2 separate regions of the Gossypium hirsutum genome follow, and region 1 is linked to region 2. The links are chromatin contacts, called in public Hi-C maps. All regions are on one chromosome and are shown on one strand. Each heading gives the region's core, a stretch centred on a gene start, on an enhancer-like site or on the middle of the called end of the contact. The rest is flanking DNA. Distances are from core to core; before and after follow the strand shown. Region 1 holds the start of LOC107908566 (probable magnesium transporter NIPA3). Region 2 has its middle 23 kb from the start of LOC107908570.

The links. A called contact is a pair of places that touch in the nucleus more often than the background predicts.
Region 1: a contact with region 2 is called in a Hi-C map of leaf, with 2.3 times the contacts expected there. The contact joins the promoter of LOC107908566 here to the enhancer-like site in region 2. A contact is called at or near these places in 12 of 34 Hi-C or Micro-C datasets (anther, callus, leaf and 1 more).

What each region holds. Positions count from the first base shown.
Region 1 is chrD02:71,892,148-71,898,101 of Gossypium_hirsutum_v2.1, forward strand. It overlaps LOC107908566 (probable magnesium transporter NIPA3), which reads right to left and starts at 1,841. Exons shown (of 10, transcript XM_041089303.1): 1 at 1,527-1,841; 2 at 1,110-1,380; 3 at 323-379; 4 at 1-31. The coding sequence starts at 1,260. LOC121214593 reads left to right here and starts at 5,917. Exons shown (of 2, transcript XM_041088378.1): 1 at 5,917-5,954. The coding sequence starts at 5,917.
Region 2 is chrD02:71,855,096-71,861,614 of Gossypium_hirsutum_v2.1, forward strand. No RefSeq gene overlaps it. Among protein-coding and RNA genes, the nearest start is that of LOC107908570, 23 kb to the left of the region's middle. Within about 2 kb of position 3,351, at least 3 of the 9 cell types and tissues checked have an H3K27ac peak or open chromatin away from gene starts, as enhancers often do. A contact at or near this core is called in leaf, where this site is marked.

The DNA of each region.
Region 1 (5,954 bases), core at 591-3,090, 36 kb after region 2:
GCAGCAAAATTAGCAATTTCCCCCACGACCACTGTTGTAACAATTAACAATTAGAATTAAGTACTTCTTTGTCTAGATGACTTCCTGAATATTAAGATGTAACATGGAATGTAACTAACAAAAACAGCATTCTATAGAAGCACAATACATTATTAAGGTCATCCCATTTTTAAATGGTGTAAGGTAGCTTTTATAATATCATCTTTTAGGGACAATATTTGGAAAAGAAGTAAAGAATGAAAAAATGATATAGGCTCCAAACAGGAATGAAATATCCATAAGATATTGTGTTAATGATCAATGAGAAATGGATAAAACTCACTTGTTATCATGCCAAACCACCAAAGTGGCTCAAGCAAGTACGAATACCCTCCAACTCCTGTGTAAAAACCAGAAAAACCAATGTCATTTGGATCGATAAGGCATAAGAACAATGAAACCTCCTTGTAAAGAATGAAAAGGTGAAAATCACTAAATGATAGCAAAAGCATCCAAACATTCTTCAGATAATTGAGATAAACACAAAATCGTGTAATTGCAATACAACAGAAAACTTAGTGCAATAAACACAGATATACAATGAATAGAAAAAGCTTGGTTCAATAGCAACAAAACATACAAGCCAACCAAAGATCATCAGAAATTTGAAACATTCAATGCATATCATTTTCTCCAACTGCATTCTATACAGACATATCGTATCTTTCTTTCACACATTATGCAAAATTTCTGCATAAAGAAACTTGGACAGATTGCTGGATTTCGTAAACAATTTATAATCAACAAGTTAGAAGAGAAGTACAATCAAACATGACATGCAAAACCAAGATCAAAATGATGCATATAAAAATGATTAACTTTATGAAGAACTAACTTACTAAATACAAGTTTAATTCCCACATTGGTGAATTGAATTCACAGGGCGGGCAAATAAATTTCCATCATTTACAGTTCACTAAAATTCCTTTCTTTTTTTTCTAAATTGACTAAAGAATTATTCACAGAATCCCACAATTATTTAAGCCTAATTCCTATCTTCTACTAAAGAAAAAAGAAAATCCCAAATCAAATCATCAAGAAAGAAGTAAACTTTTGATAAATTGCAGTACCTGCCCTGACGCCAGAAGCACCAGCTTTCTTCAAGCCTTTTTTCTTAACAATGAAACTTGCCCCAATAAATAAACTGGAAGAAATGGCTAAAACCAAACCCTTAATATTATCTGAGGACATTCCCTCGCTCCATCTTCGCACAGCTGCCATACTCTTAACCCTACCTTAAATGAAAAATCCTAATAACTATATTCTCTGTCACCAAAACTCGGCAACGATCACCGATTTGGTCTGAACTCGGACTGAGTCTAAAAAAACGAGTCCATGGATCTGGAAAAAATTCCCAATTTCACCAAAAAAAATAAGCTTGGAGCAGTTTTAAATATCAGATCTCGGCCCTCAAAAAAAGAGAGCGAAGGTGGAATATCAGTCGAGAAAAAAAAGAGAGATAGAGGAAGAAGCGTATTAGTATTTACAATGGTGAGTTGGGAAAAGAATCTTGACTCGGTTGACGCGGAGTGAGTTTGGAAAGGAACGACAAGTCTGAGCTGAGGAAAGAAGAAAATCTGAAAGAAAGAAAGAAATGGTTGTCGGCGCTTAAAATATAGAGGAGGAGAGAAAGGGGAGGAGTGAGATAAGACGAGTTATTGCTGAGTTGGATGGGATGAGTAGTGAGGCAATTAGTAATGAAAAACAGCTGTTTTGGCTGTGACTGTGAGAGACAAAAACTTCTTGGATCGCATCACAGCCTTCTATTGTTCTTTTTTATTTGCAATATTTGGCGCATATCCGATCCCATCCTTTTTTTAAGATAAGATATATATGTTTTCTACCTATCTCTAATCATTACTATTTTATCAATTAATATTTTTCTAAAATATTTTTCTAAGCTAAAAGTATTATTGAGGCAGTATGCTAGGGGCGGGATGTATTTTGCTCTCTTTACGTAAAAACGAGTAAATTAATTTTTATATATTAAATTAAAGAGTAAATTAATTTTTTATTAAATATTTCATCTATTTGTATTATTAAAAATTGAAGTGATTGACGGAATAACCAAACAATGACACATGATTTATCATGTGTACCTTATACTAATATATAATGACTAATTTTTAACAATAGAAATGGATGAATTTTTAACAGAAATATCAGTTTATTCTTTAATTTAACTTATAAAGATTAATTTACTATTTTTAAAGTAAAATAGACAATGCAATTCGACTCTAAATACAATAGCTTTTATGATACTTTTATTGATTTTAAGAAATAAAAACTCGAAGATGAATCACTCTCTCCCATTGCATCACATCAAAATTCAAAATCTCTCCCATTGCAGCACATCAAGATTCAAAATCGAAATGATGATAAATTTCTTGAGGTGATCTCGTCGTATTTCATGCATGCCAATTGTGAAATAGTGACGTAGTTAGGGGGTCTCATTCTCCCCTAAAATGAAATATTTTCATTTAAACTCTTTAAATTTTTTAAAATTTTAAATTAGTAAAAATAAAATTACATTTTAACCTCTTAAAAATAATAAAAATTTAATTTAATCTTTAAAATTATAAAATATAATTATTAAAATAATAAATTATATTTTTACAATTATAAAATTATAATTTAATTTCTACTTGTAAGATTTTTTAGGATTTGCCTCACTAGCCACGTATTGCTCTATCTATTCTCCCGCATTCAAAATAAATTAATATTAGTCGATTGAATGGCGCGACGCCTTGCCTTATCGGCTAATGTCTTTCATCAATTTTTAAAGTTGAAAGTACCAATGCCGGTGTAGTGATAGCGATATAGACTATGATGTTGGCCTGTCGCTCGATTTGCTTCTCGAGTCGAATGGTTTCTATTTCCATCTTCTACCAAATTTCCACGCCGTTTAAGGTATAAATAATTAATACGAGTCTCGATCAATGCAGTGACGCTGCTCGACCATCACTTCATACGTGCGTTTTCTCAGTCGAAGCTATAAAGTGGTAGTACTTGTCAATTGACATTCGATCATTTCCACATTCACAAAATAAAGCAATAATATAAATATGTATATGTTTAATAAAAGAATTTGCGTCATATACTCAGATTGCAAATTTTGGATACCATAAAAGAACCAATACTTTCAGCCCTTTTACAGCAATGAACTTCTTGGTCCTTGGAGAAATATTAAGCTTTGAAATAATACTTAATGAATTCAACATAAACTATTAGTTTATCCATTCTAATTAGCAACTTAAAAAACTCACTCTGTATTTGTTGGCCCCTGAATACGAAAATAGTACAACGTTTGTCATTTTCACATCAGCAAAATAAAGAAATAATTTGTTTCTTCCATTTCATGCCACAAAATCTTACACTAATCTATTTCATAGCTTCTGTTTTATTGGCCCCTGAATACCAAGTCAGAGAGATTACAAGAAAAAAAATGTTCTTAGCATGATGAATTTTAAGATATTCCGACCCATTAAATGCATTATATGTTTGAGTAAACCATAGTTTTCATAATTTTATCGCTATCCGCAAATTCCAATTCTAAAGCATCACAGACTCTTTTGCAATTATGAATATCCAAAACAGAGTAACAAGTCTGCTATCCATTAATATTTACTAATTTAGTGGATGTACAAAGCATTTTCTTAACCAAAATTACTAGAGATCCTACAACACTGGAAACCATACTCATTACAAAGCTTCTTCTTAGTTTTGTTACCCAAAGAAAAACAGGGACATCCATGACCATGAACAAGGGTCCTGGGAATCGAGACTGTAAATAATACAAAAGCTAATAGCTAACTGCTTTTATGATCTAGAACATAAGCAACTATTCTACCAAATATTCTAACTGCCCTAAATACTCGGACACTATACATAGCTTCACCTTGTTCTTTTTCTTCCATATAGAACTCAACTTTATCGCCAATAGTAAGCTCTTTGGTGCAAACGAACTCGCGCCATCCTTTGGTAAGGACTGGTTTCAGGTACCTCTTTCCTTTACGAGTGTAAATTTGGAACTTCCAGTGATGCCCACTCTCGTCTCTAGCTTTGAACTGCACCACATGATTCCCATCTAAGGGAGGGAAATATTTGAGGGACTTACTTGGGATCGTCAATCGTTTCTCGATATCTGTCGTCTTCAGTTGTTTCGACACTATTGCCTTTGTCATTGCTGTTTCTTTTTTTGTTTTGTCTTTGCTACTGCAATTCAATCACGTAGAGTGACGCCAAATGATGGTGGTATATATAGAGGGGAATAGTATTTTGATTATACAGCGATTTGATAAGTAGTAAGGAGACTCGCGATATGGATAGTAAAAGTATGCTTGACACTTAATGGATAGTGCGACGACGTCCTAAGGCGTGCGCTCTGATGGAAGTTTTGGGTTTTTCTTCTATGATTCCTCTTAGTTTTGGCGACACTGTATTTTCCACGCAAGATGATCGGTCTGGGGCGCGCGATTTTGCTCGAGCTTCTGGGTTTTTTTTTTTTTTAAATCTAAAGTCAATAACAACCTCTAATTGTGAAGGCACTTTTCTTTGGAAGAAAATAAGTTGAATTAAGCATTCATTTTCATACATCATGAAATGATTATGGATGTACTCTCATGAATTTTGTAAAGTTATAAATTAGTTTAATAATAAAAATACACTTTAACCTATTAAAGATAATAAAATTTTCGTTTAAATTCTTTAAAAAATTTAAAATAATAAGCATAAATAATAATAAAATTATATTTTGACTCTTTTAAAAATTAAAAATTTAATTTTGGCTATCCTGTTGATAAACACACAAACTCAGACTAATGATTTTGCCTAATTTTTTTTCATATAAATTATTGAATCATTAGATTTTTGCTAAAATAAATTACAAAATTATTGAATTGGTGATCTCTTTACTTTAATTTATCATTTTATACTTTATAAAAATTTAAAAATTAATTTAACTAATGATAAACATATGAATTAAAGTTACTGGTTTTAAACTAATTTATTACCTATAAATTACTAAACTCTTGCCTTTTGGGTTTACTTGAGCTGTGCAAGAAATCTTGGCCACCACTGGACCAACTGACGATAACTTAAATATAGAATTTTTTATTTTAATGGAGGATACTTTTTATTATTAATATTAATAAATAAATTTAAAACTTGGGACCAATCATGTCGTGTCTCGCGAGACTTGGAAGATCTTGTCCAGTTCTAGCGATGTAGTCGGGCAATGCTTGGAAAAAGAAAGCAGAACATTTGAACAAAGGGATATAAAGTCAAAAGTTCAAGGAAAGCGTTTGTTAACTATGTACCACGAGTATTACAAATCTGGACAACTTAAGTTCATCTTGCTACTGCTGTATATGCAATGGCTATGGAAGATTCTGAGAACAAAAAGATCCAACTCGACAGCCACACTAAATACAACATGTTTAATCAACCTATCGCACGACTTTGGGGTTTATAATCATTAAGGGATGCGCAAGGAGTGCCGCACGAGTGCGCGCGATTTCTCTAGTGACATTGTTGAGCTATGACAGTGTGGACCCACAAGTTATGAATATTTATTTTATGTCAAATCATTCAACTTCTGGATTTTGTCAACAAACCTAATTGCTATATAATCTTGGCGATAGCGTTGATGTTTGCTAAGGTCGCGCGAGCTGCCCGAATTACTTAAAAAGACAAAACAAAGTAACACTGACAAATGACAATCATATTTAATAAGTGGGTTTTCAGGAAAAAAAATAAAACAAGCGCTTTTTTCAGTTTCCCGAGCGCAATCGCACGATTTTGTCTTGACAATTATTAAGCTAACTATATTTTGTTAAACAAATTGCTAAGCAATTGACATGAAGTGTTTTCGCGATAATGGCGCTGTGTTCATATGCTCAGCAACTTTTTGATCT
Region 2 (6,519 bases), core at 2,101-4,600:
TAAGCCCCTACTCGCGATTTATCTTATTTTATAGTTTTTGTTTTCAATATCGCAAGAATAAAGGAATGCTTTTTATAATTTATTTCCTAATAAAAAATATAAAATAAAAATTTGAGTTGGATTTGGATTTGGATTTGGGTGATACATAATTATTAGAACTGATTTAGAACCGCAATTAAGCAATTTTGAATAGATTCAATCAAGTCCAAATATGCTGGGATTGGGTGGGTCGGCTGCCAGTCAAGAAATTTTACCTTTTTTTTTTGCAAAGTCAGTGAAAAACAAAAAAGATTGTTGAGAACAATCCAAACAAGTTCAATCACAGTTTTAAAAAAACGAATAAAACAAAACAGCCTAGCAAAAACTACTTAGCAGACAAACAATTTCAGCAACAGAACTCTACTACAGAAAACAACAGACCATCCCAGCATCATCCACTCTGCTTCAGCAGCAAATCACCAAGCAGCTTTAAAGAAGTCTTCATCCATGGTCGCTAAGGAAGTTGTTTGCGGAAATTGAAGATGGATGTAGACATATTACTGAAATCCAGTTTGCAATCACTAATCATAAAAAGAATGGATGGAATAGAGGCAGGCATGTCAAGAAATTTTAACTTTATATACAATCATTTTTAAAATCTTAATCTTTAAGCTAATATATGTAAATGGTACATTAATCTTCTTTATTTAAGACATATAAAAATGTTTTGGTTCATTAAGTTAATTTAGAGTGCGTTTGGATGGGCGATTGGGTGCAGTGCGGTGCGGTGCGTCTAGCTTACTTTTTCTTTCACGCTACAGTATCGCTACAGTATCTAATCTTACTGCTACTGCTATTTTTACACTAACCGCAGGGAAATGCACGCCCATCCACACTCACCCTTAATAAATTAATCTTTTTCGATAGAGCGACAATCCTTTAATTTTGTTCTAACCCGTGGTCTTAGTTCTACAACGTACAATCTCTGAATATAGGTAGAAGCAAGGCTTAAGCACAAAATATTGGTAAATTTTGTTGTATCTCTCGCGTACAAACATGAAGATAATGATCCCTAAACAATTAATTGCTCTTTTTGGGAAGAAAACGACATGTTGCTCTTATATTATATAGTATGACAGAGCAAATATTATAAATTTATAATCATTCTTCTGGAACAAGTTTCAAAAATCCCATGTATTTTTAGCTACAAAATAGAAGCAGTAGTAGCGCAATCTGCTACCATATTTTATCATGCATGCACGCATGACGTGAAGTCTTTGAGGTTTCACTTCAAGTTATCTTGCGATAGCTAAGATAGACGATTTAAGGAAACATATAGGAGTGATAGATTATGTAAGAACATTCGACTCTTCCAATAACTTAATCCTTTTCTCTCCACATATCATATTTATTTGTTTTTTTTTCTTTGTTTGATCGAGCAAGAAAACCTGATTTCTTAACTCTATATAAACTCAAGCCTGGAGGGACTAACTTCACAAACAGAGAGCTTGATAAAGTCCAACCAAATTCAAATTCTCTCTCAAGCTACAACCTTAACTTAGTATCCAAATCAAAGCAACAACAATGGTTCTTTTGTCAGTTGTTGAAGCAGATAGAAGGCAACTCAAAGTTACATTCACAGAACCATTCTTTCGTGGCCAAGAGCTGATGTTCAATGATACCGGTCTTGGGCCATTGACTTTCAGGTGTACCCAGAGTGGAAACAGAATGACCTTCTCAGGTGCAGATTGGTTGAAATACCAACAAAGATATAGCATTAGCAGAGGTGAAAGGATCTCCGTTGAGGGCATCTCTAACAATCAGTGCGAGAAATTTGAAGTGATCAGAGGATGATAGATGAATTGCAAGATATCTACATCTAATGCACGCATATTATGTCAGGCTATGTGTGGTAAGTTATTACGTGGTTTTTATATGTCATATTTTAGTTTTATGTTTGAAATTTGTACTTTGTTCAGGGGTGAATAGATTATGTTTTATAAAAAAAATTATGTTGTAATCTGTCTTGTAAGTCATTTTAATAATGACAAGTTTGAAGTTTATATAAAAATAGAAATGTTGAATTTAAGGGTTCTAAAATTATAACCTTTATGACTTTATTTAATTATTTTACTTTAATTTATCAAAATTTAATATTTATATTTTCTAAATATTAAGAATTTCGCTCCAATCAAATTGTATTGTTAAAATTTCATGTTAAACTCGAAAGTAAATATTTAAATTAACATATTTACTATCTGAATTAATTTCTCATTTTTTTTTTCTAAAATATTAAAATAAAATTCTGATTTTTGAGGTTACTTCTTTATATATTGGTAATCTTTTTTATATCCCTATTCATGGTTTTTCGTTTTCAAATCAATAAAATTTATGGAATTACAAATAAATGTGATTTGGGTTACGACAGAATCTATCACACCACACTCAAAACATTATGTTACAACTTTTTTTCCCTCGCGCACTCAATTCTTCTGGTAATAGAATTCAAAAAAGTGTATCCTTTTCTATTACTCAATAAATCATACGTAGAAATTAAATGTACAAATATATATTTTAGAATAATAAACATATGATGGTTTATTAGTGTCTATATAAAACACAAAATAAACAATACATAGATGCACGCTATTCATAATATAATATAATTAGTTCAAAAAGTCAAAGGATCGAAGGAGATGTTGGGGTTGGTGTCGGCTGCCAAATGAATCCGTTTGCATGTAAAAAGGTAGAAGGTGAGAGTGCGAACGAGTAACATCACGGTATCCTTATCGCAAGGAAATCCCGAGATATTTCCCCTCGCCACATAATTCCTTAGTCTTACCATCTGGATTTTATTTCATTTGTTTTAAAGAAATAACAAGTAATAATCAATGTTTAATATTGCCACAATGTTTTATTTCATTTTTTTGAATCATACAAATCTTGCAAACTTCGCATTTTTGTTTATCTTTTCAATAATGTATATAGTTAAAGAATAATAATATTGTTCGCACTAAAAGAACGGATCGCTCGACTTTCGTCCAAGAATCTTTATACGTGGCCATAAATAATTAGTTCAAAAACTTATCCTAAGTGAACATAAATAATTATGTATAATTTTAGTCTAATTTGTAATTTTAGACATAAATTTATTTTGTATAATTTTATATCTAAAATTTTGATTCTATACAATTTTTACAAATTATTGATATAAGATCATTTTATATTTATGTAATGCATACACAAATAAGTGATTTATAAATCAAATTAAATTAATAGATAACTTTGAAATTCATCCTTTTATAATATTAATTTCACATGCATAGCCGCAAAAGCACTTTTCAAGTGTCTTACATAAAGTCAGCCAATCATTGGGTCACGACAAAACCTATTACGTGAGACAGCTATCATCATGCTGACATTTTCCCTTATGCCCCTTTGCTGATCCTCTCATAAAATTCGATAAAGTGGCTTTTTTGTCACTTAACAAATTGATTAAAAAACCTAGTTAACAGCCATGACCCACGTACATACATTCATAATTCCAAACATGTTTGGTGTTACGGAAACACAAACCAACTTTATTCAGTTATTTTCTTTATCCACTATGAAGCAATTAACCACCCACAAATTTAAGGTTAAACCAAAATGATGATAGATGGCAGTCGCTCCAATTAATACAATTTTCAAAGGGTACGTCACCAATATGAATGGAAGTGGTAGCACGATATCTTGCGATCTAAACTTGTGTCCGGTCTCAATGTTTGTGAATTAAATTGATATTGAGACCAAATTAATATAATTAAGTACTATACTTATATTAGCAGAGTTGAGAACGAAATATCTGTTTCTTCAACGAATTTGGGAAATTACAAGATGATGATCTGAAATTGGTGTTGAAACGACAAATGGTTCAGGATAATCTGAGTTTAGAGTATACAATTGATAATAGTGGTATGTTACGTTCAAGACCACCAAATCCGATGAGTAAGCTCATAAATTTTATTATTTAGTATTTACGAGTCAAATGTGATTTAGAAAGATTTTTGTATTAGTAATTTGTGTTTTATAAGGATTTATTAGATCAAGTGGTTTCGAAAATGAGGTATCAATACCTCGTTTCTATAAACCGAGCCGTAAACATTTTTATAAATATTTACGGAGTGTCATTAAGGTAGTATTAAAGTTTCGCTAGAAAATTTTAACATTTTGATAGTTAATTAATTAAAAAGAACTAAATTGGAAAAGGTGCAAAACTTGCTAATTAAGAGAATATTGATTAAATAGCTTAAATGGTAAATAAGGGAGGACTTAAAGAGTAAATGAGCCAAAAGGAGATGGCTGAGGCAGCATAAGCAGAGAAAAGAAAACAAAATAAAGTGAATTAGGGGCAAACTGATAATGTGGTGAAATTAAGAAAAAAATAAAACAAATGGCTAAAATGATTTCTAGACATTTCATCTCTAACTTTCAGCCTAAAAACACCATTGAAGATCTCTTAAGAAGCTGGTCTTCTATTTTTCTACATGTGTATTTAATTCTTACCTTTTTCTTGAAATTTTTATGTTTTTGAGACTTTTACAATTAGGTCCAACTAACTATTTCATTAGTTTTTGATTTTATTGGAAATTTTGAAAGTTTCCATTGATGAATACTAGATATTTTTGATGAAATAACATTGATTTAGAGCTTTAATTTTGTTATATGATGATTTTACATAGTAATGTTGATAGATATTGATTTTAGGGCCAAATTCTGAAAAGGTTAAATATTACGGTTTGGTATTAAATTTATGTTTATCAAGGGTCGTATGATAGCCTAGAATATTTAAATCAATTATAAATTGAGAAAATTTAGTTCATTTGATAGACTAATTAGTTAAGGGACTAAATTGAAAAAGTTGCAAAAGTTAGGGTAATTGTGTAAATTAAAAAAATTGAAGGGTGTTAATTGTGAAGTGAACTGGGACTGAAATATATGCTAATGAGTGAGTAATTTTATATTTTAGATTAAGAGCCTGTATATACTCGTGAAAAAAGAAAATTAGTAGAATAGTCCCTGAACTCCTGCAAATATTACAATTTAACCCAGGTAAGTTCGTATGGTTAAACTTAAATATTTAGATTGATGTTGATTTGATAAATAGTATTATGTATTTATTCTACTTCTGAAAATGAAATATTGTTAAAGTTACAAAATTGAATAGAATGTTCAGATTTAAATGGAACGCTGGATATAAGTACATTCAGCAATCAATGAATTGACAACATTGGAGGAAAGTGACAACAAAATTGCCCAAGTAACCAAAGTTCAATACTTGTTGCAAACTTTCGTCTTTACTTTCTGTTTCGCTCTCACGAGCTTCTGTTTAACCTTTATGGGTTTCCATTCAGCTCTCACGAGCTTCCGTTCAACCCTTATAGGTTTCTGCTTAGCTCTCATTTGGGTTTCTGATAACAATGTACTCTTATCCGTAAGTCGTTCTCCGATTTAGTAAGATTACGTAAGTGATTTATGTAATTGAAATTCAAAGACTTATTGTTATTATTGGTGTTGATTTAAAATAAGTGTGTTCATCGATTAAAGTTGTGATTGACAAGGACATTGCATGAACAATTTTGTTTATTGATTTGTTATATTAGGTTCGGTAAGATTTATTTTTAACTTAACGAATTTACTAAGCTTCATTAAGCTTACTTGTGTTGTTCAATGTCCTTGTAAATTATCGTAAAGTCAAGCCACACTATCCAACTTGTTTCGGTAGTTTTTGCAACGTACATTATGGTTTATATGGCATGTATAAGGTTGGAATGGTTTGATCAAAGTTGGTTGTGTATATAATATGAATTACATTTTGTTTATTTTCTTACAATCAACTTATATACACGTTAAGGTAGTTTATCATGCTTGATATGAGTTTGGTATAGTTAAATGAAGGATAGTTTATAGGTATGTTGGTGATTGAAATAGTATAGAATAATTAGCATAAATATGTGCATATGTGTTTTGATCAATATGGTAAATTTTAAATGCTATGATATATGAGACAATATGACATGTTTAAAGCTAGGGTTAATTGTATTGGAGGCTTTGTTATAGCCTATGAGAGTGCAATTTGAAGTGTTTAACTTGAAATCAAAATTGGGTGAGAAAAGTGGCATTGAAATGACCTATTTTCATCCACATGAGTATAGACACGGGCGTGTGTCTTAGTTGTGTGTAACACACGACCTAACACATGGGTGTGTGGTCTGGTCGTGCGTCCCCTGCATCTTTAAAATTGATAAACAAAATGCCCAAGTATTTTAACACGGCCTAGCACACAGGGGTGTGGTTTGGCCGTGTGACCCTTGCACTTTAATTTCACAAGTTAGTATGCTCACACGGCCTAGTACACGGGCGTGTGGCTTGGCTGTGTGACCCAAGTCAAAGAGTTACACAGGCATGGACACGACTGTGTGCCCCACTTCGAATGCCCACACGGCCTAAGACACGGGTATGTCTCTTGGCCGTGTGAGCCACACGGCTTGGCCACACGGC